Linked DNA regions of Urocitellus parryii: region 1 is linked to region 2. Evidence: chromatin contacts called from public Hi-C data. All regions are on one chromosome and are shown on one strand. The core of a region is the stretch at or near the end of the contact, and the rest is flanking DNA. Distances in the headings are between cores, read along the strand shown.

The links. Hi-C and Micro-C count contacts between places; a contact is called where the count stands out from the background.
Region 1: a contact with region 2 is called in a Hi-C map of muscle, with 3 times the contacts expected there. The contact joins the promoter of Paip2 here to the promoter of Hspa9 in region 2. A contact is called at or near these places in 2 of 2 Hi-C or Micro-C datasets (liver and muscle).

The regions. Positions count from the first base shown.
Region 1 is chr1:93,870,251-93,876,073 of mUroPar1.hap1, reverse strand. It overlaps Paip2 (poly(A) binding protein interacting protein 2), which reads right to left and starts at 3,808. Exons shown (of 5, transcript XM_077796462.1): 1 at 3,676-3,808.
Region 2 is chr1:93,161,648-93,167,472 of mUroPar1.hap1, reverse strand. It overlaps Hspa9 (heat shock protein family A (Hsp70) member 9), which reads left to right and starts at 4,117. Exons shown (of 17, transcript XM_077800729.1): 1 at 4,117-4,316; 2 at 5,203-5,261; 3 at 5,496-5,583. The coding sequence starts at 4,236.

The sequences.
Region 1 (5,823 bases), core at 2,559-5,058, 710 kb before region 2:
TGCGCTCGCCTGGCATGTGTGCGGCCCGGGTTCGATCCTCAGGACCACATACAAACAAAGATGTTGTGTCAGCCGAAAAAACTAAAAAATAAATATTAAAAAATTGTCTCTCTCTCTCTCTCTTTAAAAAAAAAAAAATGTAATCCTATCTACTAGGGAGGCTGAAGCAGGATGATCACATGGTCAAGGTTAGCCTGGGCAATTCAGGTGAGATCCTGTCTCGAAAAATAAAAAAGGCTACGGGTGTACTCACTAGTAAAATCCCCAGGGTACCATCCCCAGTATCCCCCACCAAAAAAAAAATTCTCCTTAAAATTTGAATAGAGTTCCCTTCTGATTCTTTCATTAATTTGCCTTTATAGGCATCATGTTATTCTCTAGGATTCTACTTTGAACTATTGTGACTTTTTTAGTTACACACACACACACTTTTTTTTTTTGGGGGGGGGGATCAGGGATTGAATCCCAGGGTGCATAACCACGGAGCCACATCCCCCTTTTTATTTTTTAGTTTCAAACAGGGTTTCTGAGGCTGGCCTCAACCTCATGATCCTCCTGCCTCAACCTCCCAAGTCACTGGGATTGTAGGCATGCACCACCGTGCTCAGTTTTTTGTTTTAATTTTGGGCAGTGTAAAATAACAGTTAAAAAAAAAAAAAAACTACGGATGCTGAGACCAGGCTGCCTTATTAGCTTTTATGACTATGGATGGGCAAGCTATTTAATCAGAGTCTGTTTCCTAATCTGAAAAATGAGCAATAATAAAAGTACTAAGGTAGAGCACCTGGCACATAATAAGTAGTACTGTCTATCTTGGTGTTTATTAAACATTTGTAGAAGTTAAAAGTTATAGAGTAAGGTGCAGGTAAAAGTCATAGGTATTAAATCCGTAGGAATGAAAAAATACCATAGACAAATCCTAGTCAGGCCTGGCATGGTGACACACATTTGTAACCCCAGCTACTTGAGAGGCTTAGGCAGGAAGATGTCAGGTTCAAGGTCAGTCTGGGCAACTTTGTGAGACATTATCTCAAAATAAAATTTGAAAAAAGGGGTGGAGATGTAGTTCAGTGGTAGAGTACTTGTGTAGCACATACAAAGGCCTTGAGTAGAATCCCCAATACTGCAGGGGGAAAAAATCTTAAAGGCTATAACCCTAATTTCCACTGTAATATAACAAAAGGAGATTACGTGAAATGGCTCACCACTCCCACTGTCATTATTATTAGAAGCTCAAGCACATCATAAACACTATCCTAACTTATACAAACATATAAAAAATAAGCAGGGGGGGCTAGGGATATAGCTCAGTTGTTAGAATGCATGCCTCCCACACACAAGGCACTGGGTTCAATGCACAGCATCTCTCTCTCTCTCACACACACACACACACATAGCAGGAATTAAAACTCTCCAAACCTGTGCTACTCAATATAGCAGCCTAATTGTGTATACCTATCTAAATGAATTAAGATTCAGCTGTTTAGCTGCAAGAGCCACATTTCAAGTGCTCAACAGCCACAAGTATGTAGTTAATAACTACTTTACTGAACAGAACTGTTTTAAACAACAAGGAAATTACAAAAAAAAAAAAAAAGTTATCAGAACTGAACTTCTAGGCTGTATCAAATACAAAGTACTAATGCACCCATGAAATGGGTGGTCACAAAGGAAATGTCTTAGACAATCCTAATCTTGAACCAGAGTGAGAAGAACCAGATCCAAAGCCTATGCCTAACCTATGCCACTAGCCACCTATAGGATCTGCCATGTTACTAAATCACGTGCAGTTCAGTATAACAGTTAGGAGCACACACTATTCAGACTATGTGGTTTTGAAATCTAGCTCTTACTATCTGTGTGACATTGGGCAATACTTCACATCTCTTATTTGTTAGCTTTATTTTACAGTAGTGTCTATGACCTAGAGAAATTGAGAATTAGTTAATATTTGTAAAAGCACTTAAAACAAGGCCTGACATTACTAAGTGCTATGTATTTGCTAAATACAATAACCTCTCAATCTTCTATTTCCTCAGTTTCAAAATGGGCAATATAAAGTTTGCTCTACCTATTTCACATCTTTTCATGACAGTAAATATGAAAAGTTTATAAATTACTAAGAGTCATAAAGGGATACATGGACCTGAATAAGACTTATTGAAGGAAAAATCAGCAAAAAAATATGTCCCAAAGTGGGTGGAAATTACCTACTTCAATTTGAGTTCTCAAATAGTAATATGACCAGCCTTTTACTGTAATATAACATTTAACCTATTTAACTATTAAATCTCCATTCCCCCCCATACCCTTGAGAAACATAATCAGGCTATAATTTTCGGGAAAGTCACCTATCTTTATTTGTGAGAAAAAAGAAATTTGTTCAAAGTCACATCTAACAAATTACAGACTGATTTGGCCCAAATATTCTTTCACAAAACAGAAACAGACCTCAAAAGAGCGAACAGTGGGAGTCACATTAAAAATCCTTTGCCACCCTTTCTTTACCTGTTTACAAACATAACCTATAGTCAAAATTTCAAATGTCATTTCATGAAAATGAGTACCTGATTAGGTGCTCAAATGAAATTTGTGAAAAACAATGCCACCAAGGTACAAGAAAAGATTAGCTAGCACACTCAAAACAGGAATTTGTCTTTTGTTGAAATAAAAGTCAACGTCTATCAGCTATGTAGACCTTCTCCTAAGGCAAATTGGAAGCCAAATTCTCTCTACTTTGAGATTTCCCTGAGGAATGGGGCTGTAAAATCAGGAAAAGCAAAACAAAAGGAAGCAGGACACCTTTTAGGAGTCATTAAAAAAAAAAAAAAAAAAAAAAAACCCTGCTGGCTACAGCAATAAATGTTTTCAAAACATTAACCACACCACAACTTCCCCACATCCCACTTTTTGGTTTTGGTGAAGGAGGAGAGCAAGTACATATTATTTAAAGGTAAGAGGAACAGAAACAAAGAATGTGAACCAGTTGGGCTCTTAAGTTTATTAATCTAAAGCCCTCCTAGAATAAGAATTCCCAGTACCCTCAAAGATTATCCGATCTGGAGCATGCGACAAAATAAAACTAGGAGGCAGGGATGGTTAAGAAATGGGAGAAGAAATCAGAAAGGTAGAAGCCCGCCTATGGTTGCAGAGTGCAGCCCTAGGAAGCCTCTAGCCCGCCAGCCCGCGGGTCCCTCCGCCCCTCTCCAATCCTAGTCTCGGCAGGAACACGCACGCGCAGCGAGTAGGGGCTGCGAGTGCGACGCGCAGGCGTAAAGTGGGTAGAAACAATGAGCTTTGTTGCCGAGGCGGTAGAGGGGGGCAGGGGAGAGGGTAAAACGAGTTGGGGGGAGGGACTGGGGGTTGAGGAACGGGAGAAAGTGCTATCCCGGCAACCCCCGCGCGCCACCGAGGACCCGGATAGAAAGCTTCGAGATCCAAATCATAAATGACAATGGGAAAAAAAGCGACGGCCATTTCTCAAAAAAGAAAGAAATGAAGTCGGCCCAATCTAATCCCTCAGACTAGGTGGACATAAAGCAGGGAACAACGAAGGCCATACAGGACTTGGTGGCTAACAACCCGGAGGACCCTTTAGGCCCCTCAGCAGTCGCCGAGGTGGACCGCCAGAGGCGACGCACCCTTCTTGCTGCTCCGCCCGAAGGGACCCCTCACCCAGTGCACGGCAGCGGGGACGGCAGCCAACGAATCCTGTCGGCCTCCGCGGATCTCCACAAGCAGCGCCGCTCCCCCGCTCGACGTGCGCTTCGCCCGCCGCCTCCCTTCTCCAGTCCAAACAAACACCCCAGCCCGGAAGTGACTTCACTTCCGCCGCCGGCGGCCCCGCCCTCTCGTTCTGTCAGCGTTGCCCTCCTTAGGCCGCTAGAGAGCGCACCGGAGAACGCGCGCCGGCAAAGGTCTCTTGGTCTCTTGAGCCACTCACGTGTGCGTGTGCAACCGCGAGGGACCGCAGGGTTTTATGAATAGTCCTGTCGCATTCTCTCTGGGAGGCAGGACTGGGGAGAAGCCACTGTCCCATACTTGCCCAACCTTCGAGCATGGATACAGAGAGTGGAGGAGCTGGGGACTAAGATACACAGATGTGGACTCTACAGACCTCAAACACATACGAAGAACATCTAGTTAACCCAGCAAACACACCCACCCAGACACACACACTGAAAGTAATACACAGTGTCACAATGAGTGACATATACCGACGTCACATCGAGATCCTTACACAGAAAAATAATAAAGACACTGACAGAATAGTAACTGATCACAAAGCTGTATGTGCAAGCGCGCCAACAACTTCTAAGTTGGACTTATGCAGACAAAAAATATCAGTAAGTGGTTCCCAGCCTGTGGAGCTGCCTTTGAGTCTGAGAGAGAAAATGCCTAGGGTAGAAGGGTTCGAGAATTTCCTAGTCCACGATCCTTGGTGAATTGGGACCTATGCATTATTGTTAAGCATGCTTCCTTGCTATCATCGTTGGTAAGCTCCAAGATATATTTCTAGTAAATATATATAAAGAATATAAATGATAAATAAAAGATCAATGATAGGTAAAGAGAAGTACCTGTGAAAACAAACAAAAAAATGGATGTTCAGATATGTATACTCCATATTTGAAAGGGGACATACAAACCCTAGTAATTTCTTCCCTCTGGGGAGGGAAAATGAACTAGGGAATGAATACAAAGAATTATAATTTTTACTCTTATAAACTTTGAATATTTCAAAAGTCATATGCTTGACTGGGAAAAGTGGCACATACCTGTAATCCCAGCATCTTGGGAGGCTAAGGCCGGAAGATTGAGAGTTCAAAGCCAGCCTCAGCAACTTAATAAGGCCCTGTCTCTAAAATATGAGAAGCCAGGTACAGTGGTATCCACCTATAATCCTAGCAGCTCAGCAGTCTGAAACAGGAAGATTTCGAGTTCAAAACCAGCCTCAGCAACTCAATGAGTCCCAGTCTCTAAAAAGAAAAAAGAAAAAATACAAAATAGGGCTTGTGGTTGTGGCTCAGTGGTGGAGTGCACCCAAGTTCAATCCTGGTACCAAAATAAATAAACTAAAACAAAAATCAGATGCCAGTGCCAGGTGCAATAGCACATGCCTGTAATCCTAGAGATTTGGGAGGTTGTGACTTAAGGATCACAAATTCCAGGCCACTCTCAGCAATTTAGTAAGTAAGCAACTTAGCAAGGCTCTTTCTCAAAATAAAAAAAAGGGTTGTAGCTCAGTGATAAAGTGCCCCTGGGTTTAAACCCAGTACCAAAAAAATTAATAAAATAAAAAATAGAAACGTTTATAATATCCACTTAAATTTAAAAAAAAAAAATCTCCAGAGGAAAACTTGAATCCAGAAACAAGTTTATTTCTCCTCAGGGCAATTTTCATTCATTGAAAAATGCTCTGGTCCAGCCCACAGCCTCCCAAAATCAATACAGGTATTATGCTCTAACCCCTGGTTCAACCATTTTGTCCACATTTACAGATCTATATCCTAAACTGGGAATGAAAAGAAAGCTAGGAACTGGGAGAAGGTGAGCGAGAAATGAAAGATGGAGACCAGGCAGAGATACACAGGAGAGTTTATTTGTCAGAGCTGACAAATAAAGGCACATCTCTCAATAGATGGAGAGAGGCAAAACAGGCTTGAGGTTCAGAACTTTCATGGGGCAGACTCAGGGATTAGAGCGGGGCGAGTCCTAATGCTGGTGATTAAGGAGGAGGTTGGTATGAAGGAGTGATGAGCCTTTGTCAGAAATGCCTTTAGGCAGGAAATTTAAGAGAAATTTTTCTTAAAATGGTGGCTG
Region 2 (5,825 bases), core at 2,868-5,367:
ATTTTGATTTATTGTTCCTCTACTTTTCTTTCACGGTCATTCTATTTCTTTCCTTCTCCTACCAGAAGTCAGGCAAGTTGGTGGATTATTAGACATTCAACAGAGAATGAAACCTACTAGTTGTCATCAGCCCTGGGGACAGAGACATCACCCACCCACCCTAACACTTCCTACGTTTCACTGGGGCAAGCTCTGCTTGAGAGGAGCAACATCGCATAAGGCATTCTGATAGTGATGCCAAAGAAGAAAGGTGGGAACTATTTCCTGAAATCTGATGCAGCTATAAAAAAATTTCAAGAACAAAAGTGACAAATCATCATTTTAGGAGAAAAGTTTTTTTTTTAATGTTGATGGACCTTTATTTATTATTTATTTATTTATATGCAGTGCTGAGAATCGAATCCAATACCTCACACATGCTAGGCAAGCACTCTACCACTGAGCCACAACCCCAGCCCCTACATGCCTCATTTTTATTTTTGGAAGTTGGAAATTACCACACATGACATTCATCTTTCAGGAGACTGAATAAAATGTCTCCCGAGACATCAGTTTAGAGACTTTGCTTTAAAAATACAAATTTGATCCTTGAGTTATATTAATTTTTTTCCAACCTTTTTTTGTTGTTGTTTGAACAGTACTGGGGATCAAACCCAGGGCCTTGTACTGGCTAGGTAGGTCCTCTACCATTGAACTATATCCCTAGTCTGGAATTTTCTTTTATGTATGTGTGTAGGAGTAGGGGTCCTACAGATTGAACCCAGGGGCTCTCTGGCCCTGAGCTATATACCCATATCTTTTTACTTTATTTTTCAGACAGGCATGAGCTATCACACTTGGTTAGCCCCAAATTTTCCTTAAGGTTGTTTTGGAACCTAAACTACATTTTTTAAAAATATATTTTTTAGTTTTAGATGGATACAATACCTTTATTTTATGTATTTATTTTTACGTGGTGCTAAGGATCGAACCTGGTGCCTCACATGTTAGGCAAGCTCTACCACTGAGCTACAACCACAGCCCCTTAAACTACATTTAAAAAATTTAAAGTATTTCTTTTTATTCCATTGTCAGAGTAACTGCTGTTAATAATGGATTAAGCCAGTATTATAAAACTCAGATTTTGTAAATGTAAATGTAGAGGTGAAACATCAGATCCTGTTTGGTTATGAGGCAGCAGAACAGTGGTTGTTGGCAGTGTAGATTCTGGAGTCAGACTGACTTTACCATTCAATTGCCATAAGACCCCAGGTAACATATTTAATCAATCTTAAGCTTCAAATTCTACATTTGCAAAATGAGAATACAACAACACTTACTTAGGTCATGTTTTGACATTCCACTATAAAATGTACATGAATCTAGAGCAGTTTGTGGAGCTTAAGTAAACACTTAACAGCTACTATTAATTACTAGAGAAAATTCCTACTAATGGCTGTAGCCCCAGAATATTATTAAAAGTATGATATGGGGCTGGGGTTGTAGCTCAGCAGTAGATCACTCGCCTAGCATATGCGAGGCCCTGGGTTTGATCCTCGGCACTACATAAAAATAAATACATAGAATAAAGATATTGTATCCAACTACAATTAAAAAAATAAATATTTTTTTTTAAAAGAATGATATGCTGGGCACAGGGGTGCACGCCTGTAATCCCTGTGACTGGGGAGGCTGAGGGAGGAGGATTGCAAGTTCAAGGCCAGTATAAGCAACTTGATGAGGCCCTGAGCAACTTAGTGAAACACTGTCTCAAAATAAAAAATTTAAAAAACGGGATGGGGATGTAGCTCAGTGGTTAGGTGTCCCTGAGTTCAACCCCCTGTACTAAAAAAAAAATATATATATATATATATATATATATATATATATATATACACATACACACACACACACTATGCACAGGTATTGGACAGCCACTTGTTCTGTTTAGTAAACATTTACCCTCATGCAAATTATGCACCACTTCCTTCCATTTCCCAAATTAACAGTGAGATGCCAATCTCTATTTAGAGTTCTGTGATGTACACTACTTGGCTGAGGATCTGTCTGCTCTTATTCATTTGAACCCTTATGTTTTCTTAGAATCAGATTCATTTCTTCCAGCCTTCAGGCTGTAGGCTATGGTAATTTGCAAGGCAGTGCAGAAGCCTGTCTTTTATACTGGCAAATATTAAAAGCCTTCATTCTCAGGTTCATGCTTTGAATATCTAGCACTACCACATCCCCCTGGTGGTTATGGAGAATATTTGCAAGACGCCTGGAGAAACCACAGGAAAGTCATACCCACACAATCGTGGTCTCAGACACCCTTTAGAAAATATAATTTGATTCCAGGATTCTTTTGATTAATACTTTGAGGCTTTTAAGTGTATGGAACAAAAAGAAAAGCAAATTCTTAGCCTCTTGATTGCACAGAGAATTGAGAACAGTCTCTCCCTCTCTGTCATATACAACATAAAGATGTAATGTTGTTTCTATTTTGCTTCACTATTTAGTATTATTTCCCTTCATCAGCATTCTGTTTTAAAATGTAAATCTCTACAAATACGGTTCATGAGCCTATAGCTTTGAACCCAGGGGTAATCGACCACTAAGCTACCTCCTCAGCCCTGTTTTGTATTTTATTTAGAGACAGGGTCTCACTGAGTGCTTAGCTCCTGGGTTGCTGAAGCGGGCTTTTAACTAGCGATCCTCCTGTCTCAGCCTCCCAACCTTTGGGATTACAAGCGTGAGCCAAGCCCAGCACCTTTTCTATTTTTCACTTTCTTCCCCTCAGAATGTAAACTCTTCAATTATCTTCTTTCCTTCCCAATTTTTCCACATTTCCTTCACAATTCCTCGCAGTGATGACCACTTAATAATACAGTACTTATTTATAAGGAAGTAGGGGCTTTAAGCATTTTCCTCTTTTGAAAGAGGACTTCAAAGACAAATGGCTTCATCATCAAAATCAAGTTCAATCTCACTGTCCTCTCATCAACGAACACGTTTTGCTTTTACTGTATTCCCACCAACTAGAAAAGTGCCTAACACATAGTTTGTGGAATCAATGAATTCCTTTTATAAAATATGTGAAACTTGTCACAAAGGGGTAACTAACATTTTACAACCAGCACAAGGTTTGAAAGGGTACAGAGGAGGCCTTCAGCCAGCACAGTAAAAGGGGAAGAGCCTGAGCTCAAGTAGTTTTTTCCTTGATCGTTTGCACGATGATTAGTTTTAGGGCGACCCAAAACTCTGAACGAAACGCTGCTTTAGAGGCTGGAAACCCGAGACTCCCGAGGTAAAACACAGCAAAAATTTTGTCTACGGTCTCCATACCTAGGTGTATTTCAAATTATGAACAAACCATGGCACTTAACATAGCCCCCAGTAGGGCGCGCAACGCACGCCTGTAATCCCAGCGGCTCCAAAGGATGTTCAAATCGCGAGTTCAAATCTAGCCTCAGCAATTTGGCGAAACACTAAGCAACTTAGCGAGACTCCGTCTCAAAATAAGACACAAAAAAAAGCAGGGCATGTAGGTTAGTGGTTTTGCAACCTGGGTTCCAACCTCAGTACCAAAAAACAAAACAAAGCCCCAGGACAAGATGGCGCCCTCCGCGAGAGAAGAGAGCGGGGAAAACGTCCACGCGCACAGTGCACGCGCTCGGGTTCGCTCTCAGCTGTATTCGAGCCAAACTCGCTTGCGTGGGGGCATCCAATAAACACTGTTAATCTCCCACTCCGTTTTCCACCAGTCTCTGCGCGCATGCGTTCTCGAGCCTTAGCTCAATACCACCTGCGTAGGCGCAACAAGCTCCTCCCTCCACGCAACTGACGCAAGGAGTCTGTAATCGGTTCGCAATTTATCCCGTGTGACCTTGAGTCTTTCCTGAAGCTGAGGACCGCGGCTGTCTGAGGCGCTGCCTGAATATCCATCTCCACCTCTTCGCTTTTCACTATCCTCTCAGTAGCTGCGGCCGAAACTGGAGGGCAAAGTGTTTTCAACAGTCATGCTTCGGAGCACGTTATCAGCACGCCCTAGTTCCGGAAGCGGCAGTCGGGTAGGTTCTGGTCAGGCGGCGCGGGCGACGCCTCATTGGAAAAGTGGCTCTCTGGGCCTCAGTGCCCAATCTCCGCCCCACCACCCCACGTGGTTGGAGGTTTCCAGAATCGCTGCCACCACCGCGCTGCTCTGCTCCCGTCCAGCCGAGCGCTTCTTTGCTTCTTCCTATTCCCTAGGTCTAGCCGCCATGATAAGCGCTAGCCGAGCCGCAGCAGCCCGCCTCGTGGGCGCCGCAGCTTCCCGGGGCCCCACGGCCGCTCGCCACCAGGTAAGAAACTGTCGGGCCTTCCCGAAACGGCTCACGGTCTCAGGACTCAGTAGGGCAGGCCGCGCCCTTCAGGGTCAGGTTCTTCAAGGGAAAATCACGAGGGAAAGAAGGTAACGGACTTAAGTATTTAGCGTTGCCGGCTTAAGGCCTAGTTCTGGGCCCTCTTCCTCTGCCCTTCGGGTCCTGCTGAGTCACACTACTCGTGATCTAGTCTCTTATCCCACGAATTACGAGGTGGTGGTCCTAACAGTCTGTTCTGTGTCTGGTTGGACAGGTTTCGCCTTGGGAGAGGGATGCAGCCTGTTGGGAGGGAGCCGCTAGTATAGGTTTCATTTTCACCTGAGTCGAAAGACAGGTTTTCCTTTGTGCAGAGTAGTGTGTGTAGGACCCCGGTGGTGTGGTGAATAAAGGAAGAGAAATGCCTGAAGAAGTCCAAAATCACAATTTCAGCTTCAGTTTTCGTGTTTAGGAAAATCTTAAGTAGGAGATTGTACTCGATTGTACATCAGAAAAAGTAAGGACAAGAAAGAAGGTTGTGGTTGCTCTTCATCTAAAACGAAAACTACATCTGTGGTGAATGAGAATTGAAGCTATCCACTCAGATGTGGGTTTAATGGAAGGCTTGAAAGTAGTCCTAGGTTAGATGTTAACAAAGTAATGAAACGTCTTTTATCCAGATGGAAAGCTTCTGCCTAACCCCCCCCTTCCCCTTTTTTTAATGGCTCTACAACATTAATACCGCGACAAGGTCAGCACAAACTTCTGAGTTACTTAGAATCTGAGTACGCACACATTCAGGCTGATGCATAAAACTCTTAAATAATTAGAACAAGCTTAAGTTTTCTTATGTTGTTGATGACTGATGCAACTGTTTTTTATTTTTTAGGATGGTTGGAATGGCCTTAGTCATGAGGCTTTTAGGTTTGTTTCAAGGAGAGATTATGCGTAAGTATAACTTAATTTCCTTTGACAGAGGATACATATTAACGGTCTCTACATTTACGATTAACTATTCCTTTTTTAATAACCCATCCTAGTGAGAAGCACTACTTCAACCTGCTTATTTATAATGTAGTGTACCACTATTTTGCTCCCATATCAAATATTTGTGTTTCCTTCTGTTGTTTTGGAGTCCAGTAATAAGGTGATAACTATGACATTGTTTTAAATATCTTACAGATCAGAAGCAATCAAGGGTGCAGTTGTTGGTATTGATTTGGGTACTACCAACTCCTGTGTGGCAGTTATGGAGGGTAAACAAGCAAAGGTGAGCATGATAAGAAGCTCTGGGTCACATAGAGTAGCTAGTGTCCACTCCAGAATTATGTGCTTTGGGGCTTAGATGGGAATTCTGAAGTTTGGTTTGCATTTTAAAAGCTGCTTTTGGTTTCTTAAGATTTGTGAGGTGAGAATCTTTGTGATGCGGATAATTGAATGAATTTCACTTCCCCATGGGATTGAAAAACATTGACCTGGGATAGAGGCCAGACTGGCTTGCAGTGTAATAGT